2 separate regions of the Zea mays genome follow, and region 2 is linked to region 1. Evidence: chromatin contacts called from public Hi-C data. All regions are on one chromosome and are shown on one strand. The core of a region is the stretch at or near the end of the contact, and the rest is flanking DNA. Distances in the headings are between cores, read along the strand shown. Region 1 holds the start of LOC100273053. Region 2 holds the start of LOC103633312.

Evidence for each region. A called contact is a pair of places that touch in the nucleus more often than the background predicts.
Region 2: a Hi-C map of leaf mesophyll shows a contact between it and region 1, with 2.3 times the contacts expected there. The contact joins the promoter of LOC103633312 here to the promoter of LOC100273053 in region 1. A contact is called at or near these places in 6 of 25 Hi-C or Micro-C datasets (bundle sheath, ear, endosperm and 3 more).

Annotation. Positions count from the first base shown.
Region 1 is chr7:167,768,661-167,775,546 of Zm-B73-REFERENCE-NAM-5.0, reverse strand. LOC100273053 reads left to right here and starts at 3,548. Exons shown (of 3, transcript NM_001147502.1): 1 at 3,548-3,758; 2 at 4,073-4,228. The coding sequence starts at 4,102.
Region 2 is chr7:167,962,065-167,968,875 of Zm-B73-REFERENCE-NAM-5.0, reverse strand. It overlaps LOC103633312, which reads right to left and starts at 3,933. Exons shown (of 3, transcript XM_008655035.4): 1 at 3,481-3,933; 2 at 1,866-2,215; 3 at 1-1,488. The coding sequence starts at 3,697.

The sequences.
Region 1 (6,886 bases), core at 2,299-4,798:
TCCATGGATGGCGCCCGTGCCTGATGCGTACTATGCTTGGTGTCGATATTGGGCTTCCGAAGGCTTCCAGAAAGCGTCAGCGCATCATAGACAATGTCGAGGAACCAATCCTAACCACAAGTTTGGCGATGACAACATTATACGAAAAGCTAAAAGAATGGTAAGTTTGATATAGCTATGTCGATCAGCAAATAAACGGGTGGAAGATCCATCCAATTTGGTTATATCATGGACTCGAAAAACGGATTTCTTATGAATGTTTTTTGTTTATACAGGAAGCTACGAGTGGCCAAAAGCCTAGTGACATTGAGGTCTACTAGGAGGGCCACAAAGGACTAGACCCGAACAACCCTGACCAGCTCTGCAGCCAGACAGCCACGGATCGCTTGGTGAGTTTTGGCTCAAAAGTTCAAACGTTCAAAGTATATAAATTCCTGCATTTGTAAGATTGTGAATGATGTATAGGCGGCATATGGGGAGGAGATAGTTCGTCGCCATGGCCCTGACTTCGACTGGCGCCATGAACCGGTGGATCCCTCGGTGGTGTACGCAAGTGGTGGTGGCAAAGCGCATGGACGGTAAGCTCTAACTTATGAAATTATATGGTTGACACTAAATTGATTATGCAGTAATCTCATTTTTTGAATCACTTATAGATACACACTCTTCGATGGGTTCATTGACTCGTCGTCGGTGAGATCTCAGAGGACGGGTTCATCTTCCCGTAGCTCATGCTCTCGTCGACCGAACGAGCAGGAGTTGGAGATTATGAGGATGCGTGAAGAGATGAGACAACAACGCGAATTTATGGAGGCTTGCAATGCACATAACCAAGTGATGTATCAAGTGAGTACACATAATCCGAACTCTAAATTATTATATTTCAATACAACATCTTCAGTAGTAACACATATGTGTTTAACAGTTAATGCAGCAACAGAGCATGGCAACAAATTTTCCACCGCCACCACAATGGAGCCAATTTGCAAACACACCAATTCCACCACCACAGTTCAACACCCCTCCGACACATATACCTGCACCTGGAGATAGGGTACGTTTGATAACTCTCGATTAATTTATACACTTGTATACTTTTTGATATTTGCATTTAACATGTTGATATTTGCTAACTTGTATAGGTTACGCCTGAAGCGGGTGGTAGTGGGTCTGATCCAGCAGTAGGGACTATATTTGTTGACTCGCTCTTCGTGTTCCCTCCTCCTGGTGGTGGTGGCGGCAGCGGTCAAAGCTCTAACCACCCAAGTGGTGGTTATCTCTAAACACTTGAACTTATGTTTGAAATGTCGTACTCGTTGGTGGATGTTATGTTTCAATACTATGTCGTACTCGTTGGTGGATGTTGGTGGATGTTATGTTTTAATACTATGTCGTACTCGTTGGTGGACGTTTTAATTATAATGCATGTGTTTATGTCTAAATGCATGTGTTTGTGAATGTCGTATCTCTAAATGCACGTGTTTGTAATGTGGCTGTTATCTGTGATTTATGTTATGTGTGCAGAAATAATGACCTAATTTAGTGTTGTTTTTGTAACAGTATAGGGTAATTCTCGTCGGCCCAGTTAATTCCCGTCGGCTATGGTCGAACCGACGGGAATTAATTACTAACGCTCGTCGGCCCAGTTAATTCCCGTCGGCCACGTAGGGCTGACGGGAATTAATTAATAACTCCCGTCGGCCTGGGGAACCGACAGGAATTAATATGTGACGCCCGTCGGCCAGTAAAACCGACGGGAGTTAGCCTTAATTCCCGTCGGCCACTAACTAGCCGACGAGAATTAATTATTCCCGTCAGGCGCCGACGGGGATAACCTTATCCCTGACAAGGGACGCCTGGCGGCTGACAACCGACGGGAATAAGCCCTAAACCGACGGAAATTACTTATTCCCGTCGGTTTAATGCTTATTCCCGTCGGTTCCTGGCCGACGGAAATTAACTGTTTTCATGTAGTGTAGACAAAGGATGATAGCGGCTTAGGCGTATGTAAGGTCATCTGTAGTAGTCTAGCTAAAGTTTATCCAAAAACACTGTTTTGCACTGTTATGCACTGTTCGCAGAGTGGAGTTTGAATATGGGTAAGTCGATGGATAAGCTGCCGGAGATAGGCCAAGCCTAGAAAGAGAGGCGACAACTAGGTTATGAGATGTGTCAATCAACCATAGCACACAAACCCTTCATATATAACCCTATTGATATGTTTTTACCGAAAAGAAAAACTATTAACGTTTTCATAGATCATGGTTATCTATTGAGTAAAAAATCAACAAATCTATCCACAAGACTGGCATAAAATGCTGCAGGAAGCATGCAGCTCAATAGTAAGGACGAAAAGACTTTATAGCGCGACTAATGGTCCCAACAACACAAGCTCACCTTGAAATTACCTTAATCTCTACAAATTTACGTAGTTCGGACATGTTTGTCCGCGAGAATACAATTACGACTGTTGTTGTTGCTGCAACCTCTTATTCTTCCAAAAAAATGCAGCCACTTATTCTTGCCAAAATACCGTAGCCAATTTACAGTGCTTGCTACAACACAACCTCGTCATGAACCACCATATGCGTTAACTTTATCTAAGTTTCTATTTAATTGCCTGCATCTAAAAAGCGCGGGCTGTATGGACGAATGCAAAACAAGTCATTTTATCTGCACCAGCAAGTACGCACAAAACATGCGTATCTCACCGGCCAAGCTTGCGCGAGTGTGCGTGTGCTTGCGCAACCATTCAATCAGGCTGGATGTGTATGGTTTTGATGATTTCGTTTCAATTTCTAAGAATGAAATAATTTTGTTCCATGTTTAAAAGATAGAATAACTCTGTTCCATTTTCACATTTTCACGAGCAAAAATGCTTTTCAAATTTTAAAAACGTGAGTTCGAACATATTAAAAGAATATTTTCTTTTTAGAGCCAATGTCTACGTGATTGGTTACTAAGGTGCTAGATGTCCGTGTCGCGTCAGACTGGCTCGGGCGTCACACCGCGCCACACTCCAGCTACCGCGGATGTGGTGTCCAAATCAACCGCCGCAGGTGTGTCGTGCTGCGGCCCCTATCCAAACAGGCCTCTAGTCTGCCGGAAAGGTGGCAGATGAGCAAAAAGAAAACCTACACTACATGAGCGGGTACAGGCCGTCATTCTGCTCTGCAACCAACCAAACATATGCCAAAGAACGGTCGGCCTGGACGGAGTAGCCTGAGCAACCAATCACACGGTATGTTCTTGTCTTCTTTTAACTAAACGCTACCAAAAATTAGAACGGGTCGCTCTGCCTGACCTCGATCATAAACCAAACACTACATTATTCTCGCAGCCGAACAGGCCGGCCAAATGGTAATATTGATTTGTTGGAAACAGAAACTTTTAACTTTCTATTTGGTGTCAAAGGCAAAGCAGGCCGAATGCAAATGGGCCTATGTTTTCCTAGGGCCTGTTTGTTTTGTTCGAGCCCAGCGCGAGCAGGGGGACATGTTGTATTCGAGAGTGAATTCCAGATACCTGATTACCGCTGCTGCATAACCCTATCTCTTCCTAGTTCCTACGCCGCGGCGGCGCGGCCTCCCCATTCCGGCCTCCCCATTCCGGTGTTCTCCGATTTGGGGGACGTCCCTTGCCCGCTCCGGAGTCCGGTCCAGCGGAGCCAGCTACGGCACAGATCGGCCTCCGTCCGCCCCTTCCCATCTCACCAGACTCTCCACCGCCGCGGTGAGCGTGCCTCGGCTGCTTCCTAGGTACACACAGACATCACTTGTGCCCCTCTCTCTCTCTCTCCTCTCCCCGCCGTATGCTCCTCGGTGGATTTCTATTAGTTTAAGTCAGCCGTTGGTCTGTTCTCGCCGGCTTTCCATAATTCTCTGTTGGCTCCATGGCTTCAGTTAGCTCTGAAATGTTCTAAACTTCATCGCTTCAGTTTGGTGTCCAAAAGTTTCAGCCTGCTTGTCGAATTGAACTAATAAATAACTTAATCTGCGTTGGGTTTGCGTCGTGTACCGCTACATGGTTCAGTGTCAGACCAAACACTCAGTTCGTTTACTTGTATGCGCAGATTACTGCTTCAGGCGGTGCTGATGCAAAATGGTTCTATGTCAGGGCGTTTCTGTTGGAAATGCTCAGTTGCTAGCTTTTCCTGGTAGATCATCAAGTTTTAAGAGCACCCAGTTTCATGTTAAAACGGATCATTTTTCGGCAAGAGCTCTACGTGGTATGAAGACAACAAATATATTTTCTTTTGGTCCACTTCAATTTCGACCTTTTATTTTGTCTTCTTGATTAAACCTTTTTGATTGATAATTCTTGTTCTAGACGAAATATCATCAAGCTGCTTCTTTTCTTATGAACTGAACGTTTCATCTGATACCCAAAGATCTCCATTTAAACATAGATCACTCTATGCCTCGAAGCAAAATATTGTCTTAAACTATTCCACTTTATTCATGCATGTTGCTTCTGCTCAAACAGTACTATTGTTATACTGACTAGCACTGTATTAAGTTATTCTTTTCTGCAGGCAATTTGAGCACGTACCACCTTTGTCAATTCTGAATCCTGTATTTTAGCAAAGTCTATAAAAACAGCTGCTCAGCTTCATAATTCTATCTTGTCACTCTTGAGTATGGGTAAGCATGCATGACATAGGAGAAAACACATTGGGCCATTGAATGTCCAGAATAGGATAACTGAAATATAACTCAAGAAATACTGTTATGCTTTAGAGCCGGTGGAGTTACCTCGGCTAAACTGATCTCATGCTTCTCCAGTCAATTCTTTTGTGTGTGCTGGCGTATTCATTTCACCTTATCATTATACTCCATCACATAAAATAAGGCGCACATGTTTTAGAAAAGTCAACATTTTAAAACTTTGACCAACAATTCAAGAATAAAACATATCTTTTTAGTGTATGCATGTCATATACTTAAATTTGTATTAAAAATACTTTAATATGATGCTTAATTTGTTTTTGTTGATGTCATATTTTAAAAGAAATTAATGGTCAAAGTTTCACTCTAAAGACTTTGTCAAAAAAATATATGCCTTATTTCATTGGATGGAGGGAGTATGTTATTTTTGGCAAATATTATGTTTCCTATTAAGGGTTAGTTTGGTAACTCCATTTTCCCAAGAGAAAAATGAACTAATTTTATGTCGAGTATGATAAATTAGGGGTACCAAACTACACCCCCAAAAACGCGCTTAAAACCCTAGGGACACCCTTGAAGTACATCCTCGAGGACCATGAATCACAAACTCCGCCTCACCCGAGGTTCGTATCGATGACCATCCCCACAAAACTTTGTCCCGACCGAGCTCCCCACGAAGGCCTTCCAAAATCTCTGACTCACCCGAGCTCGGTCTCGAGTAGGTCACATACTCGGGAGAGTCTCCGCCTCGCCCGAGGCACCCTCGCCCTAGGACCGCCATGTTCGCCTCGCCCGAACCTATCTTAGGCGATAAGGACAAAGCAAGCCCGAAGGCCCGTGGGGGATAGCCGCATTCAATGCTCGTACCTACCTCGCGCAGGGTTACAGCTGTACAACGGTAACAAGACCGCAGTCCCGTCAAAGATTCACCAGCATGATTACGCACGCGCCACTGTACACGCACGCCGTCTGCCAGCCCCTGACAAGACATGTAATACGACAGAAGGGCGGACCAGCCCTCGGGCGCAAACTCCGTCTCGCCCGACGCAAAGCTCACCCTCAGGACAAAACTCCGCCTCGCTCGAGCCCGGCCTCGGCTACCTGCCCCAGCGCGAATCCCGCGAAGGGCCACTCCTTCGAACTGTGGCACGCGTCATCGAATCGCAAGAAGGCTCGGTCGTGACATCGGGCATGCCTTCATCTCACCTAGCCCGATCCTACCCTCGATATTTGTGTCAGAGGACGTCCCCAACGTCATCGGACACAGTAAAGCTGACGCATCCCTTAAAAAGCCTTTTCCCATACTAAGCACTGTGTCAACCACTATGGTATGTGCAACCCCTCTCAGGGGGGCTCGGGGACACAACCGAGCCCTCGGCCTCGGTCGCGGCTCTCAGCAGGAAACAATCAAGCACAAGTCAATAACAAAGTACAAAGGCCATGCTGTCTACAGGACGCGAAGACACCCTCCACAGCATGCAAGCATGCCCCGTCTACAAGGATGCGCTCCCCTTGGGCATATAAATAGGTTAGTCTACGACCTCTCTAGGGGTAGGCGAACATTTCGTAGTCTTCTCCTGGCATCCGATATTGGCACTTGCCTCAATCATTTATAGGGACTTAGGGCCTTCCCCTCTCCCGCTCAGCTTGTAACCCCTACTACAATCACTTCGGTGCGAGTAATATAAGCTTCATCCCCCTCTGCTGGAAGCAGGGCCTTGCATTTTCCGAACCAGGATAAATCGCCTGTGTCAACTCGCATCACTATCTGGATCTGGGGCACATGACATAACTTCACTAGTTGGTTAGGACCGCGAGTCCAAACACCCACATTTTTCTTGGGAAAATAGAAATTCCTTGGAAAATGGGGTTGCCAAACTAGCCCTAAGTGTCATCAATCATCATAAACTTATAGTCCTGTATTAGATGCTATAATCTGGTGTTGCTGATTTTCTGGGCTCTGCCTGAGTCCTGACAGTTCAATACTTGGTGTTCCATGTCAAAGAAAATTTTGCACTTCTAGGATCTTTATTCCTTCGATTACTTGTCGAGGGTCCATTTTCCGACATAGGCTTGCTGAAAAAAAACAATGTAACGTTTAGTTGGCACATGGTCAAGACAATGCAAAGTAATAAACAAAATACAATCGTTTAAACAGGATATGAATTTGAATTGTTCAGAGTTCCAGCCACATCATATTATCAACAAAGTATATAGCA
Region 2 (6,811 bases), core at 2,684-5,183, 190 kb before region 1:
ATCAATATCCTGAAAAGATATGAAGGCACCGACCAAATTTGGATCACCAGATGTACCCAGAAATTGGTCAACTGAACCATATTTAGTGGGCATCTCGCCACTTTTTCCAGGATAACGGGAGCAACTGAAGGAATCATTAATATTTTCAGCACTTAAATTACTGGTAGCGCAAACAGCAGGTTTTGAAGATGGTGGTCCTATGGTGGAAGTGAGTAATGCCTCCAATGCGGACGCCAATGCCCCATTGATAGATACAGTTTTTTTGCTCTTGGTGTTGCTGGATGTGTTTTTCTTCAGAGTATCATCAGACCATGCGTGAGCATCACCATCACCACAAACTTCTGCCTGTTTCTTCCCTTCCACTTCGTCGTCGCTGTCATTATCGTCATCATCATCATCATCATCTAGGAATTCAGGAACCTTGACAATTAAACCCGGGGAAGGCTTACACTCCTTTTCAGAAGATAGAGCATGTCCATCATGGAGGTTTCCATCAGTTAACTCAGCTTGAGAAATAAAATCAGGGACCTTCACAAGTAGCCTTGGCACCACATTAGGCCCATGGCAACTAACCTGGTTTCCATTAGTTATTACATTACAACCACAGGAATCATCTGACATAAAATCTGGCGCCCTAACAACTAAACCTGGCTTCCTGTCAGTTGTAGAAGTACTTCTATCATTAGCATCATTAGGTGCTTCCTCCTGCGAGCTCTTTGTATTAGGCATACCATCTGGTGCTGACATAAATGCAGAAGAACCTCTCAAAGACTGAATATCCAGAGAGAACGAACTAAACTGTTCCTCCAGTCGCTGAAGCCTTGCCTCAATGCTACCAAGGGGCTTTATCATGCTGTCCTCAAACCTAGAGCAATATAATTCCACCTTCTCTACCTTTGACAGCAGAGTATCCAGCTTTCTCTCAATATGATTATAAGGAGTAAAGTTTTCATTCATGAGGGGATGACCTGTGTTTAATTCTCGCCGATCCTTCACTGAAGGCGCTTGTGTGCTATCTAATGTTTGTACAGGCAGTGGAAGAGAATTGGGCTCCTTGAACTGGAACTCGCTTTGGCTACTTTTTTCATCAGATACTGTAACACCAATTGTAGGGCCCATTCCACTTTCTATCCCTGCAGACGTATATTTTGAATCATTTGTGCTACACAGCCCTGCTTCCTGTGTAACCCTTTCACATGTGACGCTATCTTGATCCCTTGATTTGTCAGAAAAATAACTACCATCAATTTTCAAATTTCTTGACTTAGACATTTGCATAAGGCCAGGAGCAAGCATTGCCAGCAAAGAACTGCCTCCCATGTTTCCAGGACCTCTTACTGAAACATCATTGGTGGATTCAACAGGATCAGCAAATATGTAGATTTCCTCAATGTGCACTGACGTATTTGACTGAAGTGATAGAAGACGTATAGTAAGGGATGCACATGGGTTAACATCAGTCATCTCGGCAGTAGCTTCATAGTGTGCCTGCAATACATATAATAACAGAAGATAAGGACAATGTTTTTACTACGTCCAAAGTTGCAACTTGTAAGTCCGCCTGCTCATCAATCCCACTTCTCTAAAAGTATCACTAACAAAAAGGTTGTAGATATCTTAAAAAGAACTCAATAAGAAACTCCAGTAGACCGTGCAAAACACTGTTTTGCACAGCAGTCTCTGCACTGTTCACAAAGCGAAGTTTGAAATAGGAGGTGAGACAGATAAGGTTGCTAGAGATGACCTCATAACAAAGAAAAACATCCTTATTTTATCTAACAAAACCATTGCCTGCATAAATTTCTGGTGATAAATGAGTATTAACCAATGTTTCATCGGCAGAATAAAAAAAATGAATTGCATACCATAGTATTTACTTGGCAGGTACGAATCACATTCCTTTCTTGAGATGTTAGTGTTTTATTTCCCGCAGGAGATTCTGGAATATTGACATCAACCCAACTATCTTCATCACTACCACTGCTTACACTTTTTGCCTCATGTTCACGCTTGGCACTGTTTAAAGCACTGCCAGTCCGCTGGGACATACTTTCTTCGCCATAGGGCTGCGGTTCTTTAACAGCAAGTCCACAACGCACGGTGCATAGATAATCCTTGCCGGTGCCCTTTGCATCAGGAGAGTGGTATAGTTCATATATCCGAGCTGTGCTTCGCACATATACCCTGTGAATCTCATACTTCCCCCTGAAACTAACTGAACAAAATCCTTGATTAAGTTTTTGTGTATACAGGATGAGAATGTAACTGTCTACAAATTTGCATTACTAAAGGCTTCCATAGGAATCCAACGGTTCGACTGTTCAATAGAAGACGCCAAAACCAGGTACAACGCTATCAAAGTTGATTTGGAAATAATGCCATAATCAGATTCCATGGTAAAGTAGAATCCGACAATGTTTAGCTATAGGAGATGTAAAACACCAGCAAATGTAATTTCCAAAGTATCATACATCTGAAACTACCAATGTTACTAACCTTGGATTTGAAAAAGAGTCCTTAGTCCTTAGGGACTTGGTAGAATATATAGGCACATGTAATATGGGTAATATGGGCCTTAACAACCAAATGCTGTTGCTATGATCGTGGACTGAATAAGAAGAGTCAAAGTGTTATAGGTAAGCGTGGTAATGGATCACGATCCAAATGTTTCTTTACAATAAGTTAGGGCCATTAATTCATTCTTGTTCAAAAATAAATAGGAATGAAGCCTAATCCTAATCCGATTCGATCCTTAAATTTTACAGTGTAAAATCTAGAGCCCATTATCACCCCTAGCTATAGGTAACTAACTCATGGTGGTCATACATCAATTTATTAGTCTGTACCAACATTATGAGCAGGGTTTAGGCATCTCAACAAGTTGTTGTAGTTACTTAGTTTCAACAACACGTAAGATTAACAAAGGGACCCCAAAGCATTAATCCACCAATTTAACCCAAAAGCTTAAGCTAATGGAGAGAAGTGGACAATTCACTCATACTTTAAAGCTCAATGCAACTGGAACAGTTCAGGACTCCAACTGGGAAGATGCAGCAGTATCTGATGAAGTCATTTCTCGAGAAACTTTAAGTTTAGGCCATGTAGCTATTCAAGTCTTCCAGATTTTGGACCAAGACAATGTGGGCGGACGTGCCTAGAATGCGTCATGCAGAAAAAAAGCGGGGATAACCTTCTCCCTAACAAAACATTAATACGACACTTCCAGCCCAATGGAACAATCACAGCACTAGATCCCCAGAACCCAAATAGCCGATGCCCAATTCGATTTATAGATAGTATATAAGCCTACTAGGGTTTTGCCCGCTCAGACGCTGTCCGACTGTGACGCAAGTAGCAACACTTCCCAGCCGAGCGGGCAGTTGCATCCGATCAACGATTCGACTAAGCGAGCACAACAAACCTCCAAATTTAATTTTTACTAGGTTGGTTGGTTCTACCGAAGACAAAGAGAGGACTCACCAGTGAGCTCGCAGGGGCAGGAATGCACGTCGCCCTCCGCGTCGGCCGGCGGGCGGCAGAGCACGACGCCAGCCGGTGACGCCTCGGCGTCGTAGTCGGAGGTCTCGAACGAGACAGCGTCCTCCGCGGTCCCGCCGGCGGGACCGAGGACCCACGTGCTGGTCGCCGTCCAAGGCCGCCCGCCGGGCTCGTTGCCTCCCGATCCTGACGCTGCCATCTCGCACCTCCAAGTATTGGGTGAGTGATGGTCGGGTCAGTCAGTAGCGGCGGCGTGGTGCTTGTGACGGTGTGCGCTCGCCGCTCGCCTCAGTGGCTTCCGAATTCCGTCAAGCGATCTACCAGTAGCTTTCACCACACGCGAATCTGGTGGTGTGTCTGACAAACGGATTGTGGATAGATCATTTATGAATGGAACCGTGCAAACCGTTATAATATTTTTAGTAGGTCCGTTCTAAAATATAGTTATTTGCAGACCGTTTTTTTCTTTCCATATTCATTCAAATAATAATAACAAATATAAACCTATTCATTCGGATGTTAATTAATAAATATACAATTAATTTTAAACGAATTATATTTTGAGATCAAGGAGTACAAAACAACCCTCTTACCTTATATATCAGCTTTTAAAAGCAATCCTTTCCTTTTCTCTGATACATTTTTAAATATACTATCACATCTCCACCAACGTGTGTACGATTTGCTGAGAGCACCTAGAGGAGGTGAATAGGTGATCATGTAAAAACTTCAAACTTACAGCCACAAACTTGATTAAGTGTTAGAGCAATAAAGCTAAGTGGCTAGAGAGGAGTTCTTGTAAAACACACCAACCACAAAGAGATCAACACAGAGAGGCACAATGATTTATTCCGTGGTTCGGCCAAGTTCAACACTTGCCTACTCCACGTTGTGGCGTCCCAACGGACGAGGGTTGCAATCAACCCTTCTCAAGTGATCCAAAGATCCACTTGAATACCACGATGTTTCCTCCTTTCACTATTTCCCGTTTGTGAGGAATATCCACAACTTGGAGTCTCTCGCCCTTACAAAAGGTTATCACAAATGAACACGGAAGTAAGGATGGGATGAGCAACACACACAAGTCCACAGCAATACGCACACACACACGGCCAAGACTTGAGCTCAAATGAATATCTCAAAGTTCTCACTAGAACAGAGCTCAAATCACTAAGAATGTCAAACGAGTGTGCAAAGACGAAGTGTGAATGATCAAGAATGCTCAAGGTGTGCTTGGTGTCTTTCTCCATGCGCCTAGGGGTCCCTTTTATAGCCCCAAGGCAGCAAGGAGCCGTTGAGAGCATTCCAGGAAGGCAATTCTTGTCTTCTGTCGACTGGCGCACCGGACAGTCCGGTGCACCACCGGACACTGTTCGGTGCGGATTTATTTCCTATTCTGACGCAGCCGACCGTTGAAGATTTGGAGCCGTTGGCGCACCGGACAGTGTCCGGTGCACACCGGACAGTCCGGTGCCCACTTCAGACCGTTGGCCCGGCCACGCGTCACGCGCGGATTGCGCGGCCGACCGTTGGCTCACCGGACAGTCCGGTGCACACCGGACAGTCCGGTGAATTTTAGTCGTACGCCGCCGACGAATTCCCGAGAGCGGCCTTTTCACCAGAGCCAGCCGGGCGCACCGGACACTGTCCGGTGCACCCAGACTGAGCAGAGTCTTGGTTGCTCGAGCCAAGTGTTTTCCAATTGTCTTTTCTCTGATTCTAGCACTTAGACAAATATGTTAGTACACAAAAATCAATGTACTAAGTCTAGAATCATACCTTTGTATTGATTTGCACTTTGTCCACCCTTTGGCATATACTCATTCCTTAATGTGTGTTGGGCACTTAATCACCAAAATCTTATAGAAATGGCCCAAGGGCACATTTCCCTTTCAATCTCCCCCTTTTTGGTGATTTATGCCAACACAGCAAAAAGCAACTAAAAGAAGTGCAACATCAATGCAAATGAGAACACAAATTTGTTTTGATTCAAATTTGGCATATTTGGATCATTCTTTGCCACCACTTGGTTTGTTTTTGCAAATCAAACTCAATTTCCTATCTCTAAGTCAAATTCACTTGTTGAGGCATAGAGAAAGGTATTCCAAGAGAAATTGATCACTGATTCAAAAACTCCCCCTATTTCCCATAATCAAATGTTCTCCCCACAAGAGACCAACTTTTGACAAAAAGTGACATTTAGAATTTTGACAAATCAAAAGTCCTAACTCTACTATTTTCAAAATTTCTCAAGTGGTAGCTGATCCATTTGTTGCTTTGGCCCTTAATTTCTCCCCCTTTGGCATGAAGCACCAAAACGGGATCATTTTTGGCCCTTAAACCCCATTGCCTCACCAAAATTATCAATTAAGAGCAAAAGGCAATAAGAGACATGGAGATGAACTTGGAGTAAGTTACCCTCTTTTCGGAGTGCAGTGGAAGTCTTTCATGGTCCAAGTCCACCTTTCCCTTTCAATCCACCTTTGAGACTAATTTAAGAACACTCAAGCACATGGTTAGTCCCAAAGAGTCAAGTTGTAGCACATCTCCCCCTAAATATGTGCATCACTTGCAAATGGACTTGTGAGGTCCGGGGAGTGCTTGTACAACTTGAGCACCATAAATAAACAACAAAATGCATAAGGAACATGATCAAGGCATAGAACACATGTATGCTATAAATCAATCCAAGTTCCGCGAATCTAAGACATTTAGTTCACTACGCAGCCTGCAAATGGTCTTCTCATCTAGAGGCTTGATAAAGATATCGGCTAGCTGGTTCTCGGTGCTAACATAAAACACTTCGATATCTTCCTTTTGCTGATGGTCTCTCAAAAAGTGATGCCGGATGTCTATATGCTTTGTGCGTCTGTGTTCAACAGGATTATCCGCCATACGGATAGCACTCTCATTATCACATAGGAGTGGGACTTTGCTCAGATTGTAGCCAAAGTCCCGGAGGGTTTGCCTCATCCAAAGTAGTTGCGCGCAACACTGTCCTGCGGCAACGTACTCGGCCTCAGCAGTGGATAGGGCAACGGAGGTTTGTTTCTTAGAGCTCCACGACACCAGGGATCTTCCTAAGAATTGGCACGTCCCTGATGTACTCTTCCTATCAACCTTACATCCAGCATAATCGGAGTCTGAATATCCAATTAAGTCAAAGGTAGACCCCTTTGGATACCAGATCCCGAAGCAAGGCGTAGCGACTAAATATATAAGAATTCGCTTAACGACCACTAAGTGACACTCCCTAGGATCGGATTGAAATCTAGCACACATGCATACGCTAAGCATAATATCCGGTCTACTA